Linked DNA regions of Columba livia: region 1 is linked to region 2. Evidence: chromatin contacts called from public Hi-C data. All regions are on one chromosome and are shown on one strand. Each heading gives the region's core, a stretch centred on a gene start, on an enhancer-like site or on the middle of the called end of the contact. The rest is flanking DNA. Distances are from core to core; before and after follow the strand shown.

Region 1 (4,654 bases), core at 1,887-4,386, 120 kb after region 2:
TATGGTAATGAGTTCTATCATGAAGTTGCATTCTTGTACCATGGGCAAAACCTGAAGAAGATTGTTTGTTCTGTAGGATTTCTTATTTGATAGGTTTTTCTGTACTTTGAGGAGGGTACTTAAGTTTTCTGTAGGAGTCATGGCTGAGCATCATGGTACATGGATAAAAGGTCTTCATCACATTGGAAACAGTGAACTTCTGCCTCATTTTTTCTTTGATACAGTCAATTTTAAAAGCCAAATTTCTGTTTCAATTTATGGGCCTGTGAATTTACAGCTTTTAAGTTACAGGGGAGAAAAGAACTGGTTCCAGGTTAAAATGTTCAGAGCCAAACCAGATGTGTGTGTGTTTTGTGTGTGTGTGTGTGTTTTTTTTTCCTTGAACTCTGATACCTTTTTTCATGTTTAGTGAACAAGCTGAAGAGGATTGATTTCAGCACTGCTTCCTTACTGAAAATGGCTCCCACTGCAGAAGAAAGAAACATTATTCATGACATATTCCTTAATACACTGGACACAAGGCAAGAAGGGGAGGGGTGGAGGAGAACTGAAGTCCTATGTAAGAGAAAAGTGATGTGCCTTCTGAGTGGGTGCTCGTAAGAGGGAAGTCTGAAATAAATGCATGCATTTTGCTTTCCCATTTCACTGTTTAAATTCCATATAATTTTATTTGAAACACAGGTACGAACTTTAATGTGCCATCTGCATCTCCTAAAAGAATTTTCTGTCATTAAGGAGTGTTAGCTGTGCCCAGGTGGTGAAAGTGACAGCGTGAGCACGAACTGTTCTGGGCAAGCTGTTAGGAATAATGTTGAGGAACAGGTTAATGATGTTTAACCAAACAGGGGAACGGTATGCTTTTGCAGCCATGTGACTTGCACAACCTAAGAGTTTTCTGCCATTATATCTAGAGAAAAAAAAAACTGTGAGGGCAGGAATTGGCCATGTTTTGACGAGGTAACTTTGCAATGTGTTTTAAATGTCATACCTGACAACATTATTTGAGGAAGACTGTTGTTGGTGTGCTTCTCTTAAACTTGAGATTTGTGTGAAGTTGTCCAGTGTCAATGGTGATAGAACACTGCCTAATCACATTAGTGCAATGTTGTATTTGTGGATAATTTATAATTTCTTTAGCTTACTAACATTATACAATTGTTGTTTTCAAAGCTGTTCAGCAAAGTGAGACGTACTTTCCCTTAAAATTGGCAGATATATTTTGTACATGTTTTGTCTGGATTTGAAAACCTCAAACCGTCTGCATGTTTGATGTTGAATTACTCTGTTAGCTCATTGTGTGCTTTTCATTCATATTATGACTTAAAAAATAGAGTAAGGCTTTTCTGACAAAGTGTGTGCTTTGTAGTTGTGATTCATTTTTTCTTTGGTGTACCTTTCTCGAGCTTGTTCATTTACATAAGCTTGAACATTAGCAGAAGTTTTGGAAAGACCAGGAGCATGCGCTTATTGCAGTAACAAATCAAAGTATCATGTTAGATAAGGCTTCAAGGTCAGTTGGAACAGTTTTTAGTGACAGCATTTCTGTTTGGTCTGGGGTTTTTGTGTATGTGTGGGGTTTTGTTTTTTTAGTGTGCGTCTGCCTTTACTATTTGTGCGTTTTTGACTTTCTGAATTCTGCTAATTTGGGCTATAAATTTTATTGTCTCTTCCAAGGACAGTAAGTTTCCGCAGTCGTAAATTACCACCCAATTCAGTGTGGATGGAAGATGCAAAGCTAAAAGGCCTACAGATTTGCCATCCTCAGGTATTTTGAAAAATATCAATTAATTACAGAAATCGTTACTTATTAATTGCCTTGTAAGACTAGTCAATCCATTATTTTGTTTTGGTTCTGCAGTTCTTGCAATGTATTTAGATCTTAGTTTCTTTTGCCATTTTTCTATTATCCGTATGGATTGCCACTGCAAACCAGGAGATTTTTAATTACCTCGTTTTCTTACCAGACTGTTTGTTTTGTGTAAAGAAATTCCTTTGCAAACTGTTTAAGTTGGGCTTCTGGTTGCTGTCTCAATTTGAGTTTTTATCTTATATTGTCAGATGAGTCAGTTGAGCTCCTATTAAGTAGAGTTGCCTCAGCCATTTGGACTTTTTTATATAGTTCAGTCATGCTTTTTATACATTCAAATGCTGTGAGTTCTGCTATATACTGCGAGCAGAAGTGCAGACTTCAACACAATGCTTTGAAAATAAGTATAATGTAGCACTTTGGTTTTGTTTCCACATATAGGAACGGAACATCTTCAATAGGATCTTTGGGGGTTTTCTCATGAGAAAGGCGTTTGAACTGGGATGGGCAAATGCTTGCAGCTATGGGTGAGTCATACACCTGCAATATTTATATAATCCTGAGCATTGTGCGCTTATATGTAGGTCAGGAAGGCAAGCTGACCAACCTAATGACAATCTGAGTAGAAAAGACCTGGGCGTCTAGTAGAATCTTGCACTCTTGGAGCGCAGCACTGTTTTCCTTAGAGCATCTGTTCTACTTACGAAGAGATTTGTGTCTTGCTCCTTGGAGCTTGGTTTTTAAGCATTATATGTCAAGTTAGAAAATACATCCTTTTTCTGAGACCGACTTTTGAAGATACGTTTTCTTTCTAACTGTATAAAATAGACATTCTATCAAATAAATATGGCATGTTCTCATTCTGTACATGAGAGGAGTAGTTTCTGAACTTCTTCTACTAACTACTTGTGCTTAGAAAGTGTGACTGGGGTCATCACCCAGCCGAGGTCAGTGTGTAAATGTAATGGAGGCTGCATTGCTTGACAGAAAGTGAAGTGTCTCATGTCAGTGCTTGGAAAACTGAGGCCTAAGCAAGGGTGGCATGAAGGTTGCCTAGCATGTGTAAGTCATAAGATACAAGAATGATGCAATAATGTTTCCTTCGAGAGTGTGTATTTTTATGCGTGAGAGGTTTCCTCTAGATATTTTTGTCTTGGGCCATGACATAATTCTTCAGTGCTTCGTGTGGCCCATGTTTAGGAGGGAGAGCTGTTTTCTAGTAACCCTCAATTAAAATGCTGACGATGAAATGTTTCAAATTTCTCCAAACACCCTCATTATTCTTGAGAAGAAATTTCTCTTTTTTCTTGCTCAGGGGTTCCAGACCATTTATCGTATCTGTTGACGATATCATGTTTCAGAGGCCAGTTGAAGTTGGATCCTTATTACTGCTTTCTGGACAGGTAGGAGCTGATTTCTTTTTGAAAAGAATAATTTGTATTTGCTGTAGTCATTGTTAATCCCTGATAATGAACACTGCATTAAGAGAGCGTGTGATTTTCCTGTTAAACAGTGCAATGAAGTCTGTCAGAGCTTTTCAGTGCCAATGGCAAAATTATAAGCTATAACTCTTGTCTTAACTGCGTAGGTCTGTTACACAGAAAAAAACTACATCCAGGTTCGAGTACACAGTGAGGTTTATGATGCAGATACCAGAGAGCACCAGACAACCAATATCTTCCATTTTACATTTATATCGGAAAACGAGGTCCCACGGGTTGTCCCCAAAACGTATGGAGGCAAGTATCCAGTTAAAACATTGTCATCATAGCTCTGTAGAAAAGATGACTTTCTGTTGGAAGATTGGTCGTTTTAATAGGTGAACTATTGGCATTTGATTAATTTAGCAGGATTTCATGGCAAAGCACACCATATGCTTTGATGACAATGTGGATTGCTGCTTAATTTTAACCATCCTCTGTAGTTGTCCAGTATTGATACTGAGTTACTAATGTGGTTCTCTCTTTTCTCCGCCTTATTTCAGAGTCCATGTTGTATTTAGATGGGAAGCGACACTTTGCTGCAACCATGAAAGAAATCTGACGCACAGTGAATGCTGCATCAGCGTGCTGTCTTGGAAAGAGCTGTCACCAGAGATGGCTCACAGACAGGTGCTTGGAGTACTGAAAACCCACTCCAAAACAAACCCCAAACCAATCTAAACTCCAGAACAAAAAATACCTTTTTAGTGCTGTTTATGTATTTGCATATATTTGGATTTTTTATACTCTGCTAATAGGATTTGTTTAAATCTACTTTTACATGATGAAGCTAGGAAAAAAGGCTGAAAAATTACGATCTTAAGCTTTACATAGCTTCTCTTTGTCTGCTTTGAGAGCTCTCATTATGACCTTTGCTGTCTTGTCACCATCTGCCTACTTTCCCTTTGCAGCTCTCCTTTGTATTTCCCTGGTAAGGGCTAGAAATTCTATCAGAAAAATGTGTGCAATAAGTAGATAGAGACAGATGAACCCATTTGACCTACGTTTTTGTGTAGATTAAGTTTAGGGTCGTCTTTTTTTTTTTTAACAAGGACACATGCATCTGGGCAGCATAAGCTTAGAGGTCACCACTGTGTGCACAATGTCAAGCAGGTGTTTCCCATTAGCTGGGATTTTACAAGGTTGCTGCAGCTTCTGTTTTGGATGGCTTCACGTTTCCTTGGGAGGAAACTGATTTTTGCAATGAAATGAAGTGGCCAGATGGTCTCTTGTGGGATTCTGTTTGTGTACAGCCAGTCCTTCCCTGCCTCTTCTAGTTTGTTTGGTTTTTCTAATGGGGGGGATATAACTGTGAGTTCCTCAACGAGTTATTTCTCGTGGCCTGTAGAGATCTGATTGGTGACAT
Region 2 (4,277 bases), core at 959-3,458:
AGACAAATTCAAATTAACTTTCCGTGGGCTACACAGTGAGCTGCACGTACGTTTTAAAAACAAAAGTTTGACAATAAACAATTGTTTACCTGGTATAAGGTCTCATTACAGTTGATATATAATTACAACTAACACTTTGGAGTCAGTGGGTCCAGAGAATTCATTAATGCAATGGATTTTTTTTTAATGGCTACTTTCTCCTCAAATACTATTATTGCTCCTCTAGGTACCATAAAAAAAATCTGCTGTCCTAAACAGACTGTTGCATGAACATACTGGTAGCACCTGGCAAATCACAACATTTACAAATACATTCCATATAGCTAAAAAGATGACTCTGAAAGAGTCGTTTTGGTTTTTTTTCGACACATGTTGGACAAATGTTGAAATCCACTGTAATGTTCCTCTGTACTACTTTTGAAACTATTTACAGTTATTTTCCATCCTGCACAAATTTGCATGGATGAGCTGCTTAGTTCAAACAAAGATTCAAGATGCCAAAAGAATCCTCAGTGCAGTATAGGATATAAGTATTTTGCTAAGGTACAAATAACACACACACATTAATTTACCTTAAATCATGTATTATTTACACTGTTACATGCAGGTTCTGTGCATAACAGTATTATTTGACACAATTTGTGTAAAAATGTAAGCTCACTCATTCTATTCTCCAGTATTACATGAACAAAATGCTCATGTTCAATACAAAACAAGGTTTGTCCAGCTAACACAGGCAATTAATTTTTTATTTCTTGTATATCTAACTTTAAATGACTACACACAACAAAGTCAACGATGGAAAATGACCTGCAGATGGCATCATCTAGTAGGGTGACAAGCATGATGCAAATCCTGCCATCAGGAGAAATTCTCCTGGTGCACACAATTATGCACACATGCAATTTTTTCTTCAAGACTAGCATAAGGCTAAGTTCAGCTCTAAGCTCCAGCCAGCTGTAAGTATTCAAGAGCCAACTGAAACGTATAGTATAGGTCTTAAAGGTAATTCCTGCTGACCTTCCAAATACGCCTATACGTGCTCTTTCTCACTGGCAAACGCTATGGTCAACACCGATAGTTAGTGAAGAAACTTCTAAAAATTACTAATATGCTTCCCTAACAAATATCAACATGCTTAGCTATAACACAAAAAGAATTATTGTACTCAAAGCCCACAAATATAAAAAAATTATTATTTTAAAGACATACGGCCCTTCTAGTTTACTTAACACCAGAGGCAGCAATATGACCTTCCGCTGCTTTTGTCTGCATATATGTGTAATAAACAAGACAGCTCAGGCAACATATTTAATAGGCAAGACTACCACAGCAAGAGACCACTGCAACTGACTTGCTCGGTAGGCAAGAAAATTTTCTAGGTAGGCCAACCAAGACAGGGCTGGCAGCCAATCCATCGAGCCTGCTGGGGAATCGAACACCAATTTATAACTGTACTTTGGGAAGAGAAGAGCCTTTAACATCGCTAAAACAGGACAGCCCCTATGAGGAAGAAACTGCACGTCTCCACCACTGTCACACAAAGACTTCGCTCGCAAAGCCGGGACGCCAACTCGCTGAGTTTTAGACTCATCTCACCAGCAAGCGAAGCGCCTCATCCAACTAAACCAAACCCGCAGCGACCTGCCTAACCTGCTCCCAGCGCCGCCGCTCTGCCCGCAGCCGCTTTCAGCCACCCCATCCCTCGGACCCAGAGAGCTGCAACTCGGTCCCCACAGCACCGCCGCCTTCCGCGCCCCCTCAGACCTCCCCGGCTCCAACGGCCACAGCGGGGCCTGGAAGGAGGCACGGATCCCCTCAGCCTCCCAGCGCCGCCGCCCGCCCACACCCCCATCCTCAGCGCCCCTCCCCGGCTCCACCACCCGCATCCGCTGCTCCTCAGTGTCCGCGGCCACCTGCCCCCGTCCCCTGGGCGCCCGCCAGGCGGGTCTCACCAAGGTAGCGAGGTCCTGCCGGCTGAGGTGCGGCTGCCCCAGAGTCACTCCCGCCTCATCCCCCGCCATCTTGGCCCGAAGAGGAAGTGAGGAGGCTCGCACGGCCGCCTGACCCTCGGCTCCTCTCGGTGCCGCCAGCGGCGGCGTGCAGACCGGCACCAGACGGCCAGAGGACAGGCGTCCGGCTCACAGACCCGCCGCGCTGGGCGGTGCGGGGCCGCTACCAGCCCCACCGCGGGGCGGAAGCGGCTCAGGCGCGCTACGGGCCAGCCCCGAGAAGGACCCCCATCGCCCTCACGTCGGGTGATGCAACCGGGCCTGCCGCAGCGGCTGCTCCGCGTGCGCCGGCGCCGCCAGAGAGGCGTGCGCATGCGCGGGGCGGGGCGGGGCGGCGGGAGCGCGCCTCGCGCGTGCGCTTGCCGCCGAGTAACGGTCGTGGCTGAGCGCGGTGAGGGGCGGCGGAGGGGAGACGTTGGGGCGGGAGCGGCGGGCTGGTCAAAACGTAGCGCTAGGGAGGACGTGTGGTGTTACACGCAGCTTTCGGTAACTGCTGCTGGAACGAGCGTCCGGGGAATCCGCGCTTCTAATTGTTACTGTGGAAAAGGGATTGTCTTTTGTCTGTACGACAGGCCGGCTGGGCCCGCGGTTACTCTCTGCTAGTGGTGTGTGCTGTATATGTAAAATACTGCCATTGCTTTGGTAGAGCGATCTGGATGGGGACCTAGTCTGGCTAATAGATGCACCAGAAAAAGGAGTTTCAACCTGTGTTTATGCCTATGTAACGGCATGGTGATGTAGGTTTATTTGGGGCAGTGAGTGGGTGTGATGCACAAAGGAGGTTGGGGTAACATTGAAGCAAGATATGCTTTGTATGTACTGGAAATTAGCATATCTAATTTGATGTCTGATCATCTTACCTGCTTGAACAGTACAATGTCACTCTGCATATGTTAGTAATCTCTGCTGGCCATGAGCCTGATAAGATTTTGAATTTCAACCTTCCTCTTGTTACTGTCTTTTGTAGGTTGGATGTTTAGTGTTAGGGAGACCGTATGGAAATAAGACCCTGCCCCGTGATACAAACAGCTTCAATCTTCTGCATTGAGCAGCTAAAAACCCCACCAAATGTGTAGTGTTTTCAGTGTCCAGTATGACATAAATGCTTTAAAAAAATTGAACTAAAATCCTTGATCCGGTGATGGGAGACATCTTAGAAGTTCAACAGAGACTAAAGGTCAAATTCACAACTGTCCCCCATGTCTTCTCCTTCATAAAAACTTGTTAAATGCATAGAGGATATTGCTACTAATAGGATTGCTTCTATGATTGGAGTAACAAGTTTCACTGTAAGTAATCAACTATGTCAAATACATGCACATTCAATAACAGTGGCTTTGCCTGCTGAAAGATGTGATGGTTCTTAGATTTTTGCCTGGCTATCTGCTGGGGTCAAAGAAACAAGTTTGGAGGAGACAGCAGTTGAAATGTGATGATAGAAATCTGTGTGAAACTGGTATGTCTGGTTTAACAATACTTGTAACCTCCCACTTATGCAAATACTACTATTTCCATTCTTGCCTGATACAGAAGTTAGAACTGAGTTCTGCTGGATATACCTAGAACAAATACATTGCCAGCATTTTTGTTTTGAATAAATGAATATGAAAATGTCACAAGAAAACTTACAGTATGTGTAATGGCATTGCCAATGACAAAATATATTTTGTCTTGCAACCCAATAATTTTGCATATTGGTCTGGAAAATAAAATTTAATGTCCAGTCTTTCGTCAGGACACATGATATTTTCAATTCTATATAAAATATATCACTTCATGGAAAAATAATAGGTGCTTATGACTGACATACACAAAGTATAATGGGAACATGATGCAATACTTGGTTGTAGTTGCTTCGATGTCCAGGCATGTATAATCACTCTTTTATGAAAATGAACTGAAAATACTAGACTCTGTAGTTACTTAGCTGTTTAAATTATGCAATAATGCAGTGCAATGTAAAATTATGGAAACAGTTTTTGTCATGTTTGCAGCAGCCTTTAGAAAGGGTTTAATCTGTGCCAAGAACCCTGCCAGGCATCTGAAAAAAAGTGCACAAACTATTGCTCCTGTTTTAACAATGAGATCATACATTTTACATATTCTGAGATACTCTTGTTACTTTGATTGATCTCTTTGGGAATATGTGTAGTATGAAGAAAAACCAAAAAAGTCTAAAGACTGAAAATGTCTAATTAAAGTAGCTAAAAACATTTATTGGAGTTGTCAGTTACATTAGGCATATATGTATAAATTAAATAATGT

The links. Hi-C and Micro-C count contacts between places; a contact is called where the count stands out from the background.
Region 1: a contact with region 2 is called in a Hi-C map of crop, with 2.8 times the contacts expected there. The contact joins the enhancer-like site here to the promoter of EIF2S3 in region 2.

The regions. Positions count from the first base shown.
Region 1 is chr1:106,046,840-106,051,493 of bColLiv1.pat.W.v2, forward strand. It overlaps ACOT9 (acyl-CoA thioesterase 9), which reads left to right. Exons shown (of 15, transcript XM_065071057.1): 10 at 410-521; 11 at 1,675-1,765; 12 at 2,249-2,334; 13 at 3,123-3,210; 14 at 3,396-3,546; 15 at 3,792-4,654. The coding sequence ends at 3,850. Among named protein-coding and RNA genes, the nearest start is that of PRDX4, 16 kb to the right of the region's middle. Within about 2 kb of position 3,137, at least 1 of the 3 cell types and tissues checked has an H3K27ac peak away from gene starts, as active enhancers do.
Region 2 is chr1:105,926,772-105,931,048 of bColLiv1.pat.W.v2, forward strand. It overlaps EIF2S3 (eukaryotic translation initiation factor 2 subunit gamma), which reads right to left and starts at 2,209. Exons shown (of 12, transcript XM_065071036.1): 1 at 1,956-2,209. The coding sequence starts at 2,024. It overlaps KLHL15 (kelch like family member 15), which reads left to right and starts at 2,275. Exons shown (of 5, transcript XM_065070988.1): 1 at 2,275-2,403.